Regions from separate parts of the Mus musculus genome. Here region 2 is linked to region 1. Evidence: chromatin contacts called from public Micro-C data. All regions are on one chromosome and are shown on one strand. The core of a region is the stretch at or near the end of the contact, and the rest is flanking DNA. Distances in the headings are between cores, read along the strand shown. Region 1 overlaps Usp7 (ubiquitin specific peptidase 7). Region 2 overlaps 1810013L24Rik (RIKEN cDNA 1810013L24 gene).

What was found. A called contact is a pair of places that touch in the nucleus more often than the background predicts.
Region 2: a Micro-C map of muscle stem cells shows a contact between it and region 1, with 3 times the contacts expected there. The contact joins two enhancer-like sites. A contact is called at or near these places in 16 of 484 Hi-C or Micro-C datasets (the G1E-ER4 cell line, the STO cell line, bone marrow-derived DN3 thymocytes and 9 more), 7 of 115 datasets of contacts at active chromatin or transcription factors (the NIH/3T3 cell line, acute myeloid leukemia, embryonic fibroblasts and 3 more) and 4 of 9 other capture datasets (adipose tissue, embryonic stem cells, liver and 1 more).

Annotation. Positions count from the first base shown.
Region 1 is chr16:8,709,336-8,715,555 of GRCm38.p6, forward strand. Usp7 (ubiquitin specific peptidase 7) reads right to left here. Exons shown (of 31, transcript NM_001003918.2): 3 at 2,659-2,857; 4 at 704-842. Among named protein-coding and RNA genes, the nearest start is that of Usp7, 26 kb to the right of the region's middle. Within about 2 kb of position 2,781, at least 4 of the 459 cell types and tissues checked have an H3K27ac peak or open chromatin away from gene starts, as enhancers often do. A contact at or near this core is called in muscle stem cells, where this site is marked.
Region 2 is chr16:8,858,559-8,864,778 of GRCm38.p6, forward strand. It overlaps 1810013L24Rik (RIKEN cDNA 1810013L24 gene), which reads left to right. Exons shown (of 4, transcript NM_001081400.3): 4 at 1-366. Among named protein-coding and RNA genes, the nearest start is that of Gm30310, 20 kb to the right of the region's middle. Within about 2 kb of position 3,878, at least 157 of the 459 cell types and tissues checked have an H3K27ac peak or open chromatin away from gene starts, as enhancers often do. A contact at or near this core is called in muscle stem cells, where this site is marked.

The DNA of each region.
Region 1 (6,220 bases), core at 1,531-4,030:
TCATGGGAATCAGAATTTGGTCCTAGCACCCACACCTCACAAATGCCATGGCTCTAACCCCAAAGAATCTGACAAGCAGTCCTGGCCCATGTGGCACTCTCATACATATACAAACAAGTTTGTGAAAGATGTTCTAAAACTTCATACTCGTTGCCAGGTGGTAGTGGCCCACAACTCTATTTCCAGCACTTGAGCACTCAGGATGCGGAGGCAGAGGCCAGCCTGGTCTACTTATTTCCAGCACTTGAGCACTAAGGATGTGGAGGCAGAGGCCAGCCTGGTCTACTTAGTGAGTTCCAATATTAACCAGGGCCACAGAGAAACCCGGTCAGGAAGGGCAGAGCCATGCCTGAGGAGCCAGTGAGATGACACAGACAGCAGGTACTTTGTCATCTAAGCCTAAATCCATGATTTGAGCTGAATCCACAGAACCCACACAAATGGACCACACCTTAGTTCATGTATGCCCACACTCAGTTATTTGCATATAATAAAGCTTGCACACCATGTACACACAGCATAGTAAGTAAAAATTTAAAGGCTGCAACGGGAATCTTTATATATACTGAACATATAATGCCAGAAAGCCACACCAACTTCCAGGTGTCTACCTGCTCAACTCACAAAGCAAGGTTTTTGAAGACTAAAAAGAACAAGACCACCAATACCAGTTGAGATATTGAGTCTAAACACTGTCACTTACACTCCAGGCCATGAAATTAGAGAATCCCCAGTCGTTTTCCTTGTGGAAGAACAAGTGGCTGATTCGCCGGCTGAATGATTTGTCATCATCCCTGTAATTTATTATCTTCAGCACTGCTTGTGCGTGGCAGGACCACGACCTATTGCAGAAGGAAACAAAACCCACCAAACCTTAACTGGCATATTTAACCGAGACCCACACATTTTTAAAACACCAGAACCAGCACATGAAAATCTACCCTGGCTAGGATAGAAGGATTTGAAGTCACAACTGCAGTAGCTCACAGTTCTAGTTTATTATTTGAGGACAGGATCTCGCCATGTAACTCTAGCTGGACTAGAACTCAGATCTACCTGCCTCTCTGCCTTCTGAGAGCTAAGATTATGGTGCATACCATGACCTGGCTTGGGTTTTGTTCCTGCCTGAAAGCCACACCAACCTTAGGTGTGGCACATCAGCCTTAGGTTTTATGCACTGTGGCTAGGTGAGGGGTGGTTGCATGTCATGTACAGAGAAATCCCTGTGACAGCAGATACAATAATAAAACAGTGGATGAGCAAGAAATGGTAGCACACACAGTCTCTACCACTGAGGAAGTTGAGGCAAGGGGATTACTGTGAATTCAAGGCTATCCTAGTATCAAAGCAAGACCCTTCCCTTCCCCCTTCAATCCATAAATGAGGAAGGATGCACCTCTGGGTTCTAACAATGCAGTGTTTCCAGCAGAGCTTGCACCTGTGCCGACAGGCTGGCTCCCAGGACACCTGCCCTATGTATCAGGAGATCAGGCACAGAAGATGTCCTGCCAGTAAGAACACCAGAGGGCAGGTCCATGACTTCCATCTATGCAGTCCAGTCTGGGCCAATCAATTTACTACCAGAGACAAGAAGAACCTTAATCTATATGTGGTCCTTCACTACAGATAAAGTTGATTTCACACCTTTCTGGAGGGGAAGAAACAATGCTGAGGCTTTAAGCCCATCCCGTGGGCTTGTACTGGGCAACTGTTTACCGCTGCACCACTCGCAAGCTTAGGTTGGCACTTCTCAAACATTAAAAGAGACGGAAATAAATTGTGTTCTTCCTGGGAGTATTTACAGAACAACCAAAGCTGCTATCTCCTGGTGAACACTTTCCTCTGGGTTCCCAAACACCAGAATCAGGGAGTGTCATGGGGCCTAAGCACAATGTTAGGCTCCTTGGTACAGCCCACACACACCCTCTCCCAACTGTCACACTAAGAGGAGTTTACTACTGACAGTGAGGATGTGTACTGAAAGGAGAACCACACACTTCTGAGATTAAACCAAAGGGGTAAAGTTCGAAAGACTCATATACCATGAAACCTCTTTCGTGTAATTGGAAGGACCTCCAAAATGTCTTTGTTTCCCAGTTACTGAGACAGGGTCTCATTTAATCCAGGCTGGCCTTGAACTGAACCTCCTGCCTCCATTTCCCAAATACTGGTATTAAGACACTTTAAAAAATAAAACTCCTTTTGAAAAGCATGACCAAAACTTTCCCCCATAACTAGGCCAAATCCGAGTTTTAAACACCTCACTAACATCTGTGAGGTGTGCTTTCCAGCTAGCCCATAGGCACGAGCCTTCAGAGGACAGAGGGCTAGCTGTGTAAGCTTCTGACAGTCACACTTAAGGCACCTGCTTCTGGGGACAAGGGGACAGTTCATCGACTGGCAGAGTCCAAATGGACCCAGTCCAGGCTGATAGGCACTTCCATACTAAGGTTACTTTTTTATTACACTCTTTATAATCAGGGCTGGGGCTGTAACTCAGTAGTAGAATGCTTCTGTAGTGAGTCCCTGGGTTCCATCCCCAGAGCCAAAACAAAAGGGACTGTTCCAGAGTGACAAAGAAACTAAAACTGGGCAAGACTGCCGGAGCTTGGCCTCCAGAAACGTGTGCATTTGTAGTCGCATCAGTTAAACTCTTACGTGGAGTCAGATTCAGCATTGCACTGGAGAAAGAATCCTACGCTTTTTTGGTGTGGTCTGTCTGGATAAAAGCGTGGCATCACCATAATCTTCCATGGCAGATTTCGCACAAAACACGGAGGGCTAAGGACCGACTCACTCAGTCTGCTGAAGCGCTCGACAGTGAACTGAAAGGTTGCCTCGGAGCGCCAACTGGTGTCTGCAAGAAAACATGCCATCAATCACAGAGCCAGGCCATTAACCAAAAGCATATCAACACTGGAGTAACTGCTCTACAAGATCTCCATCCAGTCCAACTGCTGATGCCTCAGGGAAATGAGAGTGGCTTTTCCAGCTTATGAAAAGGCACTAATTAAGACAGTTTCTACACAGCTGGATGCTAGCAGAGGGTCCACTCACCCACCCTGCCTTCCCTCAGAGAACCAAGGGTTTAGGGGATGAACATTTACTTCAGTTTTCACCCCCCACACCTGGAAATCAACTGAGGGGACAGACTTGGGAGTGAAGAAAAAGAAGGACTTATACTTTTGTATGTACGTGGGACTGAGGAGGGAAGAGGCCATCCGTTGTGCTAGGAGCACAGTAGAGCACAGGGCTGACAGGCCTTCAAGCTTAAAACTTCTGTGAAATAAACTGGATTCCTTATGGTAGCAATTTGTTTACAGAGAAATTAAAGTTCTTTCCAATATGGATATTAGCACAAGAATGAATGTTTCTGCCCCTCCACTGCCTCTGCTCAGAGGTTTAGTGTCTCAATCAAAAATATCTCATCTAAAAGAGGGTACCATTCACCCATCACTGGCAAGTGGCCACAGGCCAGTGAGCTGATACAGTCTCAGGAATGCCTTACTGTTTGCTTCTCAAGCCATAGCGAGTGAGCCGTCGTCCACAGCCACTCTGCCACAGTTGCTACTGCACCAGTAAAACATGACAAAATGCACAGGAAACCAAGGGGCCGCAGAAGGGTCTGAAGGAATCACTTTCTATGCTTATCTTGCAACCAAGAGAAAACTGCTCCCTGACTGGTAGGCCCTGACTGAGGGCCACCTCCCCCATATAGAATCAGGTACTGACTTCCCTGGCTACTGGGTCCCAGAACGTAATCAGGACTATGCATAACTAGACTTATGAAGAGCATGTTAATTTAGAGACACCCTGCCCCCTCCTTACATTCCCAGAGTGCTGAAGGCCATCAAAATAGAGCCCCACAAGCCTTCTATCTCCAAATCTCCAAACTGCACATGACATGGGTTTGTGGAATCACCTGTTCTAGATATACTAGAGTTGCTAGAAGTTTGCAACTACCTGGGTCTGTTCTTAAGAAAACATGTCCATCAGTCCTCACAAGAGGGTATTCTTTACCGAAGTCTGTCAATGTTCCCTCACCCCGTTTTTGTAACCAAGCACATCCCGGCTCCCTCAGTCAGGGCAGGAACACAATGGAAGAGCAGCTCCAGGAAGCTGTGCCAGGTGCTGATGACTGACCTAAGTCTACTGGGTTGGACATCCCTGCACCTGCCTGAAGGGGGAAGAATTCTGCCTATGAATTTGCCTAAAAGGACTTAGCAGAAAAGGTTAGCAACGTGGTTTAATGGACATACAAATTGCACCTGAGCAGCATTAATTTCCACTTTACAGAAAAGGAAACTGAGGCATACTGACATGATGCACGTCATCTGTGGAGACGCCAAGGACAGGGGCAGTGCACACTACAATAAAGCTAGCCTGTCCCTGTAACTCAGACTTGTAAGAAGATTACATTTATACCCACAAAAATTGGAGCAGACTATAATTTTTTTTTCTTCCATGCCATACATTAGTCAAATCGACAAACTATTTTTTAAATGTTAAGGGAAAAAAAAATGAGTGGTGACACCGATCTTAATGTGCAAATCTTTTCAAAGTAGAACCTGGCACTGTCCATGGTCCATATTCACTAGTCTGCTTCCTTAGATGTCACACCGGATTTGTGCATTATACTGAAGGTACATTCTTAGAACAGGCTAAGGAAGTTGAAACTTCTTGTGAGTAACCTGGGGGCTGGGATACAATCCAATCATAGAGCCAGCCTACAGCTGACATGATGAACAAGGCCCTTGGTGCTCAAACAAGTAGGACAAATGAGAATTTGTAACAGCCTAAGGAAACCTGAAACCTATCCACAGTACTAAATTAGCCTGCTGATTATCCTCCTAAAGGGAATTCCTCGAGACTGACCAATCTGACAAGGGTCTCTGCCCAAGAATGAATACAGTGGCACATGGGAGTGGGAGTTAGATCCACTTAAAAACTCTGAGTGGACTGCCCTGGCCTCAACTCTGTAGAGAAAGCACACAGACAGGACACTTCAGGTTTTGAAGGGACTAATTTCTCCATATAGTGACTCTAGAGGGATGTCTTCTCAAACCTTCTGACATACTAGTTATTCTAATACAAATTTTACAAGTCTGTTACTCTTAAGAAATAGGTTGTTTCTAGACACCTACAACTTAACACAGCTTTATCTAGGTCCTCATAGCCCATGTGTTTGCTCTAAAACCTCTCATCTAAGGACAAGCAGTACTTGATGAAATGAGAAATATGATAACAAAGAGGCTCTACCACCTGCCCACCCCATTAGTCTGTTAACAGGCATTTTAAAAATATGCTCTTTTCCTCAACTACACGTGTCCTCCACTAATATCTGCAGTGTCCTCCACTAATGTCTGCACTGCCAAGCTACCCAAGTTCTCACACGAGAGACGCCTCTAAGAACCCTGAGCGCAATAAAGTCACAGATCATATGATTACAAATTGGCCTCGATCCAATGTTTTCTAGATCATGTGTCCTAGTTTGATATATTTTAAAAAGATCTAAGTAAAGGGGTTCAAAGCCAGAGTCTAAGGGATCATTAAGAAAACCCCAGGGTTTCTAAGGGACAGCTGAGGCATGGGTAATGCAGAACTCCTCGAATTTCCCAAGGTTCTGACCTGGCCACATGACACATACAACCTACACCAGCGGTTCAGAGTCACATTACTTCCGGAAAAGCTCACCCTAAGATCTGCTCCAGAAACAGAGCCCCACCCTCCCTTGCCTCTGCCATGCTGTAAATAGACCCAGGCCCAGGCCCAGGCCTTGCTGAAGACACTTCCAACTGCAAACCAAGAGGACCGCTGGCCGCTCTGCTTTCCCAACCTGGAAAAGACAAGCTGGGCCACTGCTACTCTTAGGTATTGTGATAAAGCATGAGTACTTAGTACTAAGAATTCAATATTATTTACCCTGAGATAAGAGAATGCCGACTCTTAGCCATGGTTCAATCTAGGCCACCCAGGCCCCCAGGAGACATTTAGCAATGTCTAGAGACATCTGGTTGTCTGTTATGGCTGCAGGTAGGGTTTAGTAGGAAACACGGGTCTATTCTAAAACACAGAATAACCCACTGTCTCATAGCTGTATCTATGTCTCCCTACATTCCTAGTAAGAGGAATTGCTTAAAACAAGCTGAACTGGGAGAGCTGATGGGGTGGGCTTGGCTACAACTCTACATACAACTCAAATTGACCCCAAAAGCACACC
Region 2 (6,220 bases), core at 2,628-5,127, 150 kb after region 1:
TGCCTAAGTGCTATGGTTTACTGGCATGGTGCTTGCTTGGCCTTTTCAGCCGATCAAGAACAGAATGGGCTGCTCTTGAAGCTAAGCACTTGAGTATGGGAGAACAGAGTCTTTGTCATGAGCCAGAGTCTGATTCTTAACACAGTGTATCTCCTTAGTTCTGTCATTAACCTGACGGGGGTAGGCCAGGCTGAGTTCTCCACTGCAGTGTCCTGAACGTAGCTGAGAGGCTCACGAACTTTTATTACAATTTTTAATATCTTTTACAGCAAATTTCGAGTATCATCAATGTAGTTTACCTCATTGAAGTAATGACATACACCTTAAACCATAATACAAATAAATCATTGAAAATGCCAAAAAGACAACAGGGGCTTGTCTGTAATTTTTTGTTCTGGTCATCATGTCCCAGTAATTTTGATGTAATCACATAAAGTTCAGAGAGAAGGGATGGGCTAAACGTGACCAAAGGTGCAAGGTATCAAGGTTTTGAAATATCCTCTAGTTGGAGATCTGGGCAGCCTGGTTAGTGTTAGTAAAGTGCTGTAGTTCTGAATATGAATACTATCCACATAGAGGTATGTATTAGTGATATATTTGTATTAGATTATTTGTGGATTTTTAAAATTTTATTTATTTTATTGTTTTGAGACAGGGTTTCATGTAGCCAGGCTGACCTCAAACTTGTCTTGTAGCAGGGGATGAACTTGAAGTCCTGATCTTCCTGACTTCACCTCCTGAGTTCTGGGGTGACAGGCCTGTGCCACTGTAATGGACATTTTGTATTTTATTTTAGAGAGCATGGGAATCTTGAGAATTGATGCTGCTTGGAATCAAGTCATGGGAATCCTGTTTAAAATTCAGTGTTCCCCTGCTTAGTTAAAGGGGGTTCTTGAAACGAAGAAGCTCCTTCTCACACATGGAGTACTTGTGACGTCTCTTACGGTTCTGAGAGCTGTTTAGGTATAGAGCTGGTTTCGGTTACTTTTCCTGGAAAAGGGAGCGTCTGGCTAGAATAGTTGAGGTGTATGGCAGGCTTGCTTGCTATGACAAGGTCAGGGCTTTACTTTATGATGGGATCTGCTTGCTCTTTGTGAAATTAGTAGGCCGCAGCTTGTGCTAAGTGGTCCTTGAGGTTCCAGCCCAGGTGTTATCGTTTCATGGATGCTCTTCCAAGTGTCTGGTAGCTTTGCTTCCGTTGTTTGAGTGCTTCAGTAAAGATGAGAAGCTACAGAAATGTACTATATAGCTTGTTGTATGTTTTACTGATTGTTTTCCATAAGAATAGGGTGAAAATCTTTTCAGTTTCTTTTATGCAGGCCTCAACTTTTCATTATTAGTCATAGTGCAGTAGCAACTATTCTGGCTTAACCTTTATAAGAATCTTCTACAGGCCGGGCGTGGTGGCACACACCTTTAATCCCAGCACTCGGGAGGCAGAGGCAGGCGGATTTCTGAGTTTGAGGCCAGCCTGGTCTACAGAGTGAGTTCCAGGACAGCCAGGGCTACACAGAGAAACCCTGTCTCGAAGCAAAACAAAACAAAACATCTTCTACAGGTGAAATTAACCATTCAGGCAAGGAACAGGCTTACATCTGTAATCCCAGCATTGGGGAGACTGAGTCAGGAGGAGGAAGGATAATCACGAATTTGGAGCCAGCCTAGTCTATGATGGTGAGTTTCAGTCTGGCCTCAGCGACAAAGTGAGACCATGGCTCAATTAAATAAAAACAACCACAAAAAAAACTACCACACTATCAAAGCACCAATGCAGATAGACCCTCGCATTGCGGTCACTTGTCTGTTGCCATGTATCCCAGCCAGCAGTATGGGTCTAGGCTTCTTTGCAGCAGACCTTGGAGTTTTATTTTCACCTCTCCTATGAAGGAAGCTGATTTACTGGGTGATTTGTGTGTTTCAGTGCCTGGCTGGCTTCTAGCTTTTTACCTTTCCTGGCCCAGTTTCATCATTTCTGAATGGTAAAAAAGCCTCTGACTGTGGGGCATGTGGGCAGGTCATAGCACCACAGATTTAGCTGTTGGTGTTGTAGAATTCTGTGCTCCAGGTCTGGTGGCCAGAGGAAGTCCTGGACGCACGTTGTCTGCCGCTGCTTTGGAGAGTTCCGGCATAGGTATCAAGACAAGACACTCTGGACTCTGCAAGCCCAGAGTGGTGTTTTGTAGCCCGCCACAGGAAGGTCTTAAAGGTATGAGCTGTCTCAGCTCCTGGGGACCCAGTAGCCTCAGTATTTACTTTTGTACTTAGAATGCACATATCCGGGGCTGGTGAGATGGCTCAGTGGGTAAGAGCACCCGACTGCTCTCCCGAAGGTCAGGAGTTCAAATCCCAGCAACCACATGGTGGCTCACAACCATCCGTAACGAGATCTGACGCCCTCTTCTGGAATGTCTGAAGACAGCTACAGTGTACTTACATATAATAAATAAATAAATCTTTAAAAAAAAAAAAAAAAAAAAAAGAACCAAATCTAGCTTTAAAAAAAAAAAAAAAAAGAATGCACATATCCCTAAGTCCACCCAGGAATTGTAGTGGAGATTTGAGGAGATTCTTAGACCATTGCTCTCTGTTCTTGGGGTACAGTAATATTGTGTAGCTGCAAGTGTTTTAAGGTTGAATAGAACTGTGTGGGTTACGGAATACACTGAGTAAGTGCAGGAAGGCTTGCCTCTTGCTCATCTCGGTTTTTCACATTGTGGACCAATGATCTCCAGTGAAAAATAACTCCTTCAAGAAAGTCAAGAGTACATACACATGTTCACAGCTTCTACTGATAAGCCTCAGACTCGGCATTCACCTTTTTGGAGGATGGATTTTTTTTTTTTTTTGAGACAGGGTTTCTCTGTGTAGCCCTGGCTGTCCTGGAACTCACTCTGTAGACCAGGCTGGCCTTGAACTCAGAAATCCGCCTGCCTCTTCCTCCCAAGTGCTGGGATTAAAGGCGTGTGCCACTGCCCGACTGGAGGATGGATTCTGTAGTTTCCTGGGTACTTGCTGAACATGCTGTATGATGCCATAGCAACATCACCTTCATCGTGAGAACCTGGGTCCTGGACTAGTAACACCCAGCAATAACTAGGGTGGGTATGGATAGTTCCTGGATGAGGAAATAGATTGAAATGTGGTTTTAAAAAGCCAGATGATGGTGAAGCATGCCTTAATCCCACTCACTTAGTCCCAGAGGTAGAGCCAGGTGATCTCTGAGTTTGAGACCAGCCTAGTCTAGTTCAGGACAGCCAGGGCTACACAGAGAAACCCTGTCTCAAAACAAAACAAAACTCAAAAGTTTTCATAAAAGGTCCCCCCCCCCCCCACACACACACCTTGGGCCTTTAGATTGCTAAGAACTATAGAACATGTGTGATTAGAAGCATGGATTTGGGTTGGTGAGGTGTGGATGAAAATCCAGTTTTGCCCCTAGCTACTTACCTTCAGCCCTTCCTGGATCCTGTTACATGGTGAAGATGTCAATAGACACTTGGATACCCTCTGATGTGGGCATCTCAAATTTTCCTTGGTCTCTTGGATTCTGTTCCAGTTTCCAGCCTCCAATTCTAAAACACTCTTCTCTCCAATTTCATAGTTTCAACTTTGTGTATTAGAAGCAGCCTTTCTCAAGCTGTACCCCAGAAAAACTAGGTATTGTTTTCTTCTTAAAGATACTCAAAGCTCTGTAAGTAAAGAACCACCACTCGGGAGCTGCTGACAGTTCTGCAGAAGGGGTGTTGGGCTGGCCCCTTGCTAGGTTCTTTGTAGGTGACCATTGGCACTAGGCTCATCAGGCCCTAGGCTTGGAGGAAGCCACTGTGATCATTGCATTTCTCTGGGGCAGGCTTAATCACTGGGCTGGTCAGGAGGAAGTTGGCATTGCCACTGTCAGAGGCTGTGGTATGACTCACCCGATATGACCTGGCAGTGCTGTGTCTCCTGTGGTTTAAAACATTCCTGGATTCACTTCCTGTGATTGATTACAAGCATATAGAGACCAAAGGTTTGGGGCAGAACAGCATCTACTTCCCTGATCACTGAAGTCTTTGGCTTAAAGTCCTGGACTCTTAACTAAACCTGAGAATTGGCTGCCCTCGGGCCTAGGTCTCTGCTGACCATCCTGCCCCTGGAGTCCTTCCTTCAGGCGCTCTGCCCTAACCACAGGCAAGCTGTAGGTTACCCCCAGAGTGTTGCAGTGGAATTTTCCTGGCAGATGGTGACATGGGAAGGAGAGTTAAATCCAGAGAACCTGGAGCTAGGGCTTCAGGTCTGTGCATGCTCAGCCTGGCGCTCTTGTGGGTATGCTCTGTCTACTGAGCATTGCTCCCTTGCTTTTCTCGGCATAAAGGTGAATTAAATAAAAGGAAGTTCTGAGTCCTGACATTTGTTTTAATGTTTTTTAAATGACACTATACTTGGGGGTTTGTATGTACAGGTACAGGTGAGTTTCTGCTCTGCAGTTCATCTAGGGCAGGTCTTCTGGAGCCACACCTGCTATGAGGGAAACGGAATTAAGGTCAAGTCTGATGGATCCAGCAGAGAAGACTTGGTTCTAAACTGCACCAGCCATTGCAGTAAACTCACCAGGTCCTAGATACAGAAGCACAGTTGCAGCTCATTACTTTTTTGTTTGGTTTTTGGTTTTGCGAGACAGGGTTTCTCTGTGTAGCCCTGGCTGTCCTGGAACTCACTCTGTAGACCAGGCTGGCCTCGAACTCAGAAAACTGCCTGCCTCTGCCCCCCAAGTGCTGGGATTCCAGACGTGCGCCACCACTGCCCAGCCAACCAGCTCATCACTTTTGAAATCCTGTTATAGGCTGGATGCCCTACCTTTAAAGATCATTCACAAACATCTGTTCTTGCAAGCCAGTAACCAAAAGTACCATTTCAGGTGTGAAGGACGATGTAGAAAGTGCTCCTGCCTGATAGCATATCAGAGGGTCCTAGTGGATCCTTTGAGATGACTGTGGCACATTTCTCCAAGAGAGTTGAGGTGGACCATGTACCCAGATGAGAAGACTGGCTTGTTTATAGGTGTGTGTGGGAAGCATAATGAGACTATCACCATGAACAGGTTGCCTGTGTTTCTAGCACTCCCTCCACCTTCAGTACAGTGCTAGCTAGTGCCTGCTGGATCTAAACCCCCTTTTAAACCTATTCCTGAAGCTTCTACCTTCATTTGGGTTTCTAGAACCTTTGGAATGCCAGGAAACCCACGTTTCTGGGTATTTAATAACATGCTTGCATGGGGTACTGAGGGGACCAGTATCTGGAAGGAAAGGCTCCTTAACGAGGAAGATGCAGATTATTTCTACCACCCCCACACCCTCAGCTGGCCCTTCTGAGGCATGGCCGGAGTTACCACTTTCTGAGCCACTTGAGCCTTCCTTCTCTTACTCCAGTTGCATGTTCTAGTGCAAAATTCTAATTCCTGACTTTTGCATTTTGTTTTGTGACTTCCTTACTGGTTTACTGTTTTAATGTGTCTGCATAAACCTGGGTGGCTTTGTCTCATGTAGTAAATACCTTCTTATCTTATTGATGAGAACAGTGAGGCACTGAAGGGTTAAGGGAATGGCTGAATCACCAGAACCAGGATCTATCCAATTTCTGGTCTGTCGAGAAAGCACTTGTAGATGGCTCCTGTTTATCTTACGTTTGGGTTCAAATCAAGGAAGCACAGGGGTGTGTGGGGTGCGTCAGTGCCTCACCTCTAAGTGCCCAGGGCCAGACTGCAAACATTTACATGACCCTGGAAAGCTTGGGTGTGGCACCCCTGAGTGATTCCAAGATCTTCTGGAAGCTACATGTCACCCAGGAAGGTAAACAGATTCTGCACTGTTTCTTACCTTGGAGCCAGGCCTCCACAAAAGCTCCATTTTCAAAAGGTCGGCCTGAATCCCCCTACAGCCAGGAACCCTACATTCTTCCGTGACTCACTTCCTATTTGGGTGGAAGCTTGTGGAGACAAAAATATTTCTAAGCTGCTTCCAGAGAAACAGGGCTCCGCCCCTCCCCCCCCCCCCCCCCCCCAGGGCCTTAAAGCAATAGGCCCTCCAGACATGCTGTCGCAGAGCTAATGAATTTTGGAGCAAGGCATGGTTTGAATCCAGTGGACCTGCTGCTATAACCCAGGGTCCAGGTGCTTCCTACCCCCTTGGTTCTCTGAAACTACACCTCCAGCACCCAAGGGACTCCCCAGAATCATTCATAG